Linked DNA regions of Arabidopsis thaliana: region 2 is linked to region 1. Evidence: chromatin contacts called from public capture Hi-C data. All regions are on one chromosome and are shown on one strand. The core of a region is the stretch at or near the end of the contact, and the rest is flanking DNA. Distances in the headings are between cores, read along the strand shown. Region 1 holds the start of AT5G35930 (AMP-dependent synthetase and ligase family protein). Region 2 holds the start of AT5G35970 (P-loop containing nucleoside triphosphate hydrolases superfamily protein).

Region 1 (2,933 bases), core at 224-2,723:
ATTAGCTAAGAAAAAGTTACCTACCATTAGCTTTTTACTAGTGTCCTGCACTAAAATACACCATGTCACTTACAATGGATAGAAAATAAATTATAGAATAATCGATCAATGCGAAGATTCAAAATATGAAAACAGCTACGGGACAACCTACAGATATGCTCTATATATTTATTCCAACGAGATGCTCAAATATCGCAAAGGGTCAAAGTTATTCTGCAATTCCAGATAGTTATAGCTAACATGTTTATAAAAATGACAAATAACAATCTAACATTACATGCTATATCTAGAATCTACTATCTACACAAAGAAAAGCGGTTTGCTTTCGTCAAACATGTGAAATATTATAGATAAACGCCAAATGCTATAAATAATCTCATTCTCGAACTAATAAGACCTTCAAATTTCAAGATCATCATACCTAACAATCTATTTTCATTGTAGAAGTAGCTGAAACAAGTTTATGAATAAAACACATCCTAACCTTGCTCAGTACCACAAACTCCTTTAGGCTTCCCAGTAGATCCTGAAGTATACATAAGATAACAAAATTTTCTCTGCCTCTCTTTCTTGCAAGGCCAAACAAAGCTTGAGCAACCAGTTTCCACACTCAATTTCTCATCCATTGAAAACAATAACACAGGGCAAACATTTCTTTCCACAAGCCAATGCGATTCCACAGAAGACAAGCCACAAGCAATAACAAGAGAAATATTTGAAGAGGAAATAAGAGACAAAACCCTTTCTCTTGGCCATGATGGATCTAAAGGTAAAAAAGCTTCTCCACACCTCAAAACAGAGAACACACTGATAACATATTCAACTGATGGTGGCATATATAAAGCCACTACCTTTGGCATATACACAACATCTGAACCAGCCACTGCAATGTCAAAAGGTTAAGACTTTATGAGCTTTTATACTCACAGAACTTAAGAATTTTATAAGAGCTTAAATGGGTAACCTTGAGAATCATCGTTACTGAGGATACGATGGAGACGAGAGGTGAGTGAATCAATGGATGAAGAAAGCTCTGCGAACGTGAAACATTTGTCTCCGTCGTAAACAGGCGGTGCAGCTGATTCCGACCTAATGCTCCTCGCCGTCAAGCCGGAAGCTTGAATCACGGCGATTTGATGAGGGTTTTTGGAGGCTGCATCAACGAATTTATGAGAAATGCAGCAATTCTTCGGCTTGCCTCGGTTTCTTTCACTCATCTGCGCCGCTTTCCGGTGAAAGCTGAGTTTTTTTTTTTTTTTTTTTGAATTCACCGGAAGCTTTGTTCTTATTTTTTTATTCGGTTTAGTTCGGTTTAATTTGGTTTTATGAAAACTCTAGCCAAATTCAAACTGAAATTAGTTTGATTTTGTGTTGTTTAGTTTGGTTGGAGTTAATTCGGTTTGGTTTATTTGGTTTTCGTTCACTATTATTTAGATCTAGAAATCGTAGTTGTTTTACTAAACGTTTATATCGAAAGTTTTATATTGGTGATTAAAGAAAATTAGCACAGTGAAAATGTAAAAAACGTTTGGAGATATGTACAATAAGGGAACAAAAATGAAAGATGACAAGTTTGTTTATATAACTGGTTGAATCATGGTTAAGAATTAGAGATTTAAGATATAAAAAAACTAAGTAAAATTTATTTCTATTAAAAAGAAAATCAAACATGGGTTGACTTTAGAGTTATCATAATGTTTATTTAATTCAATTATTTATAGATTAAAACAGTTTGGGTTAAACCAAACCAAATTAAACTATTCTGTTTGCTTTGGATCAGTTTGAATTTGGTTGTTTTGGATAAGGTTAAATTAAATAATTCAATATCCTTCAGATAAACAAAATTATAGTGACCTTTAAATCCATAAAAAAATTATATTGAGTCAAAAATTTCAATAAATATACACAATTCAAAAAAAATATAATAGTGGAAATGTAGAAATTGAATTTATTACCAAAGGTGAATAATTTTGCCACTTTGGTATTAATATAAAGTGTTCTTTTTTGTCATCCGATATTAATTAAATCTCAAAAAAATCATTTCTGAGGAATGTTGTTTACATATGTGATGTGATGCGGTTGAACACGAATTTTTCGTGTCAAATTATCTATTTTAACATTTGCACTAGAAAAAATTAAAGATAAAGAAAAACTTGTAAATTCATTCTTGTCACTATGCAATTCCTCTAAATACACTGAGAATGTCGGCTATTCGGTTGAGGAAGACACCATCTTGAGCAGTCTGTGAAAAATGTTATATCTTGGTTATCAGTGTTAATTATACACTTCATTGCCCAAAGAAGGGCTTTCACTTATGTATGTAGGAGTTGTTACTTTTTTAAATATTTTGTTATTTTCAATGTGCAAGTGTTTTTTATTTAAATCATTTTCTTTGTATTATGTAATTGGGACTATGAAAAAGGAAATATTTGCATCTTAAGACACTTTATTTAAGATTTCAATCATTTATAACACTTTTCGAAACTGACACACTTTTTCATCTTCTCCCAACCTTTTTCTTATTTAAAATTACCGTCTCGCCCTCGAGTGAAGTTCAGTCGTCCCAACAAAACCAACCCTAACCGGTCCTAGTCACCTTACTCATTTTCCCTTATCCACCATCTCCTGAACATAACCTTCTTGATCCAATTGCCGCGTCCCGTGTAAAATTCATATTCTCTCCCCTCTTATCGGTTATTTCTCTCAAATCCACCGTGGTCCCCCTCCATTTCTGTCCAAAAATGAACGAAATTACTGAAGATCCAAACATAGTTCCCCCACCCCCTACATTAATAGGTAAAGATTTTTAACCTAGATTCGTTTTGGAACTATTCGCCGTCGTTTTCATCTTCTTTAAACTGAAAAAGTTTCTAAATTGTACAGGAAGGGCTGCGTTTCTTGATCCAGATTTTTGGGATAACGATTTGCCACCG
Region 2 (2,933 bases), core at 231-2,730, 48 kb after region 1:
AACACCAAGTGCATACCTCCGAGCCCTGCATATTGCTTACATATTACAACAAATTTCATCGAAAACTCAAAGAGAACAAGTTACAACAAAATGCATATCTGCCTATAAGTCTCACCTGTGGAGGTACTAACTGCATACAAATTGCAAATTGTATCACAAAGTTCCTGTGGAGCATCACCATGCCTAACCAAGAACTCAATCGGTTTTGAGGAATCAGAGCTCTCATCTGGAGTAGGAACAACATCTAGTTCTTCCTGTGTAACTTCCAGTTCTGTATCTCGTTCCACTTGAAGTAACTGCGACATCTGGCTGGTGAACTCATCAATCCTTTCCTGTATAGCCTTCACCTTCTCTGAGTCCATCCCCAAAACTCCTTGAACAGGCTTAGCTTGAGCAGCTTTGCGAGCAACCTCCCGATGCTGAGCTATACAACATCACACAAGGCAAAAAGTTCAACTTCAGCCAAACTATAAACCAATAAGAACTTAGACTCGAAGAATTCAAACCTGAATTTGCAATCTCCTTGAGCAGCTTCCAAGACTCAGACTCCTTCCAACTCTCCATTATATTCTTCCGCTCCAGGTCTTGAAGAACATCACGCAACTCTCTCTGGAAATGATCGAACAAGGTAGGATAATGAGTACAAGCCTTCAAACAAATGACTTCAGAACCTAATGGCATGGGAATAGCATTGAGATACGGTTGAGCTTGAATCACAAACGTCAAACCAGATCCGACGTTCTGCCTCAACTCCGAAAACTCCCCCTGAACCTCCGCAGTTGCAAAATCCGAAGCCATCGCTTTCATCGCCTGACTAATCCACTTCACTACGTTCCTCCCTAAATCTCTCCGCCCTAATGGATCACCATTTTGATTCAAAGCTCGAAGACTCAATTCTTTATCGTTCTTCGGTTCCTCAACAACACTTAAACTCTCAGATTCAGTATTATCGTTCCTCTTCTCAATTTTCTTAAACCTAAGTTTATCGGAAACGTTACTTTTCCTTCGTGGCTTCTTCTTAGTAACACTGGAGCCGCCATTAACGCCGCTGCAAAAGACCTTCCGCGTCGGGAAAACACGAACTCCGACAACACAAACGTAGTTTAACGGCGGTCGAGTGAACGTGAACGCCGCCGTCGCCGTAGTAGTCGACGGAATCCGAATACTTCTACACAAAAAACTTGAAGCTGCTTCCATCAGATTTTTCCCAGCGATTCAACACAAAAGGAAACTTCAGATTCCCGAGAAAACGCAAGCTAGAAAGTGGAATCTAGTGACATTTTCTGGGAATCAAAAGGAAAATATACAGAGAAATTGAAAGTCTCGTGTAACTTATTTATATATTGGAGAAAGGTTTTTTCAGATATTTGAGTTTGAGAGACGAATTTAAATCTAAGCCGCAAAATTAAACTTGAGGTTCTCAGAAATATTTTTATTTTTGTTTCATTTTTTGGTGAAACGAATTTTGTTTTTGAGACTTTATGTCACAAACATAGCACAGAGAGAGTCGTGATGAGAGATCGTAGTGGAGAGTTGTGATTGGCTAGTATTGATTCTTTGTGGGCAGGTGACGTGTTTAATTACTGTCCTATCCTTATATTTTTGTTTGTTGACTTATACCCCTGTATTTTTAGATTCTTCTTTGGAGACCCTTTAAGTTGGATTTTAGAATTGATCGAATGGATCGGTAGAATGCATCCAACTGATCTGTGGATTTTACAAGCTACATCATTCATATAGCACATTTGAAATACTACACGAAATTTTTTCGACCTTAATTTTGAACTAATTAAGATTATTTTTATTTAAAATCTCACAAAAATTTAGTTTAAAAAAAACAATCGTTCCATCATTCTCTATCTTCTATCTCCTCTAAAAAAACAGATCTATGAGTTTAGTTTTCGCCGTTTTTGCATTAAAGTCTTTTCATTGTCGATAGTTGGGTTGGTGGACGAAGATAAACGCTTTTCTTCTCCGATCATATGATGAGACGAGGTAGATGATGATATTTCTAAAGCAATAATGTTTATGCTCAAATGAATTTATTAAGAGAAATATAAACCGGAAATTAGATAGTTCATTAAGAGTTTATTATTCAAATAAACTTAAAAAGGAAAGATTACTTTGTTGTCACCAAAAACACAATAATTCCATTGATACTTTAATAAAGAGAAAGAGAGTTGTTTTGAGATAACTCTCAAAGTTACAATCAAAGTTCTCATTACATAACTATATATATATGTCTCGAAGTTACAATCAAAATTCTCATTACATGCATAACTATATATATAAGTTATTATCTTGCTAACCCTAGTTACATAGAACATTACATGGCTTTCGGATTACTCATAAGACTATATTTGGCTTCATATTAAACTTCTAATAGTAAATCTATAGTGAGTTGGCGATTTCTTAGCGACTTTGAATACTCATTTTTTTGTTTTTGGTTGATCGAAGACTCTTGTGAAACAATAAAATAGCTATTTTATAGCTCGGCGATTAATGTCTGATGCTTTCACTTGCGGCGAAAGTTGGATTTCAGATAATAAATTCACTTCGTGCAAAGAGGTATGTTTAAATTTAATATAATTGGTAAAACAAAAACAACTGAATCATGTTTGAGTTATAATCTTACAATCGTTACTTAATAGAAAGTAGTTGTTTACTGAAAAGCTTGTCTTCGTTTTAGTACTACAAATTAAATATAGGGGTGTGTGTAACCCACGGAATATTATTATAGTTTTTGAAAAACTGTTTTTCCAAAGATTATTGGTCCTATGTAGAATAATGGGTGAAGCAACATGTGGCAGAGAAGATCACTTGAGAAAGACAACTAAGCGTCTCCCGAAGAAAAGATCCTACTTGTTCATTTTTCCATCACTAAAGAAATTTCTTTTTTGGGTCAAAAAATAAAATTCTTACAAATAATATGT

What was found. Capture Hi-C pulls out chosen DNA fragments and counts their contacts.
Region 2: a contact with region 1 is called in a capture Hi-C map of seedling, with 1.6 times the contacts expected there. The contact joins the promoter of AT5G35970 here to the promoter of AT5G35930 in region 1. A contact is called at or near these places in 7 of 26 Hi-C or Micro-C datasets (callus, cotyledon, root and 2 more) and 1 of 3 other capture datasets (seedling).

The regions. Positions count from the first base shown.
Region 1 is chr5:14,073,545-14,076,477 of TAIR10.1, forward strand. AT5G35930 (AMP-dependent synthetase and ligase family protein) reads right to left here and starts at 1,474. Exons shown (of 17, transcript NM_001344122.1): 1 at 965-1,474; 2 at 485-883. The coding sequence starts at 1,217.
Region 2 is chr5:14,121,882-14,124,814 of TAIR10.1, forward strand. It overlaps AT5G35970 (P-loop containing nucleoside triphosphate hydrolases superfamily protein), which reads right to left and starts at 1,481. Exons shown (of 7, transcript NM_122988.5): 1 at 507-1,481; 2 at 116-424; 3 at 1-25. The coding sequence starts at 1,197.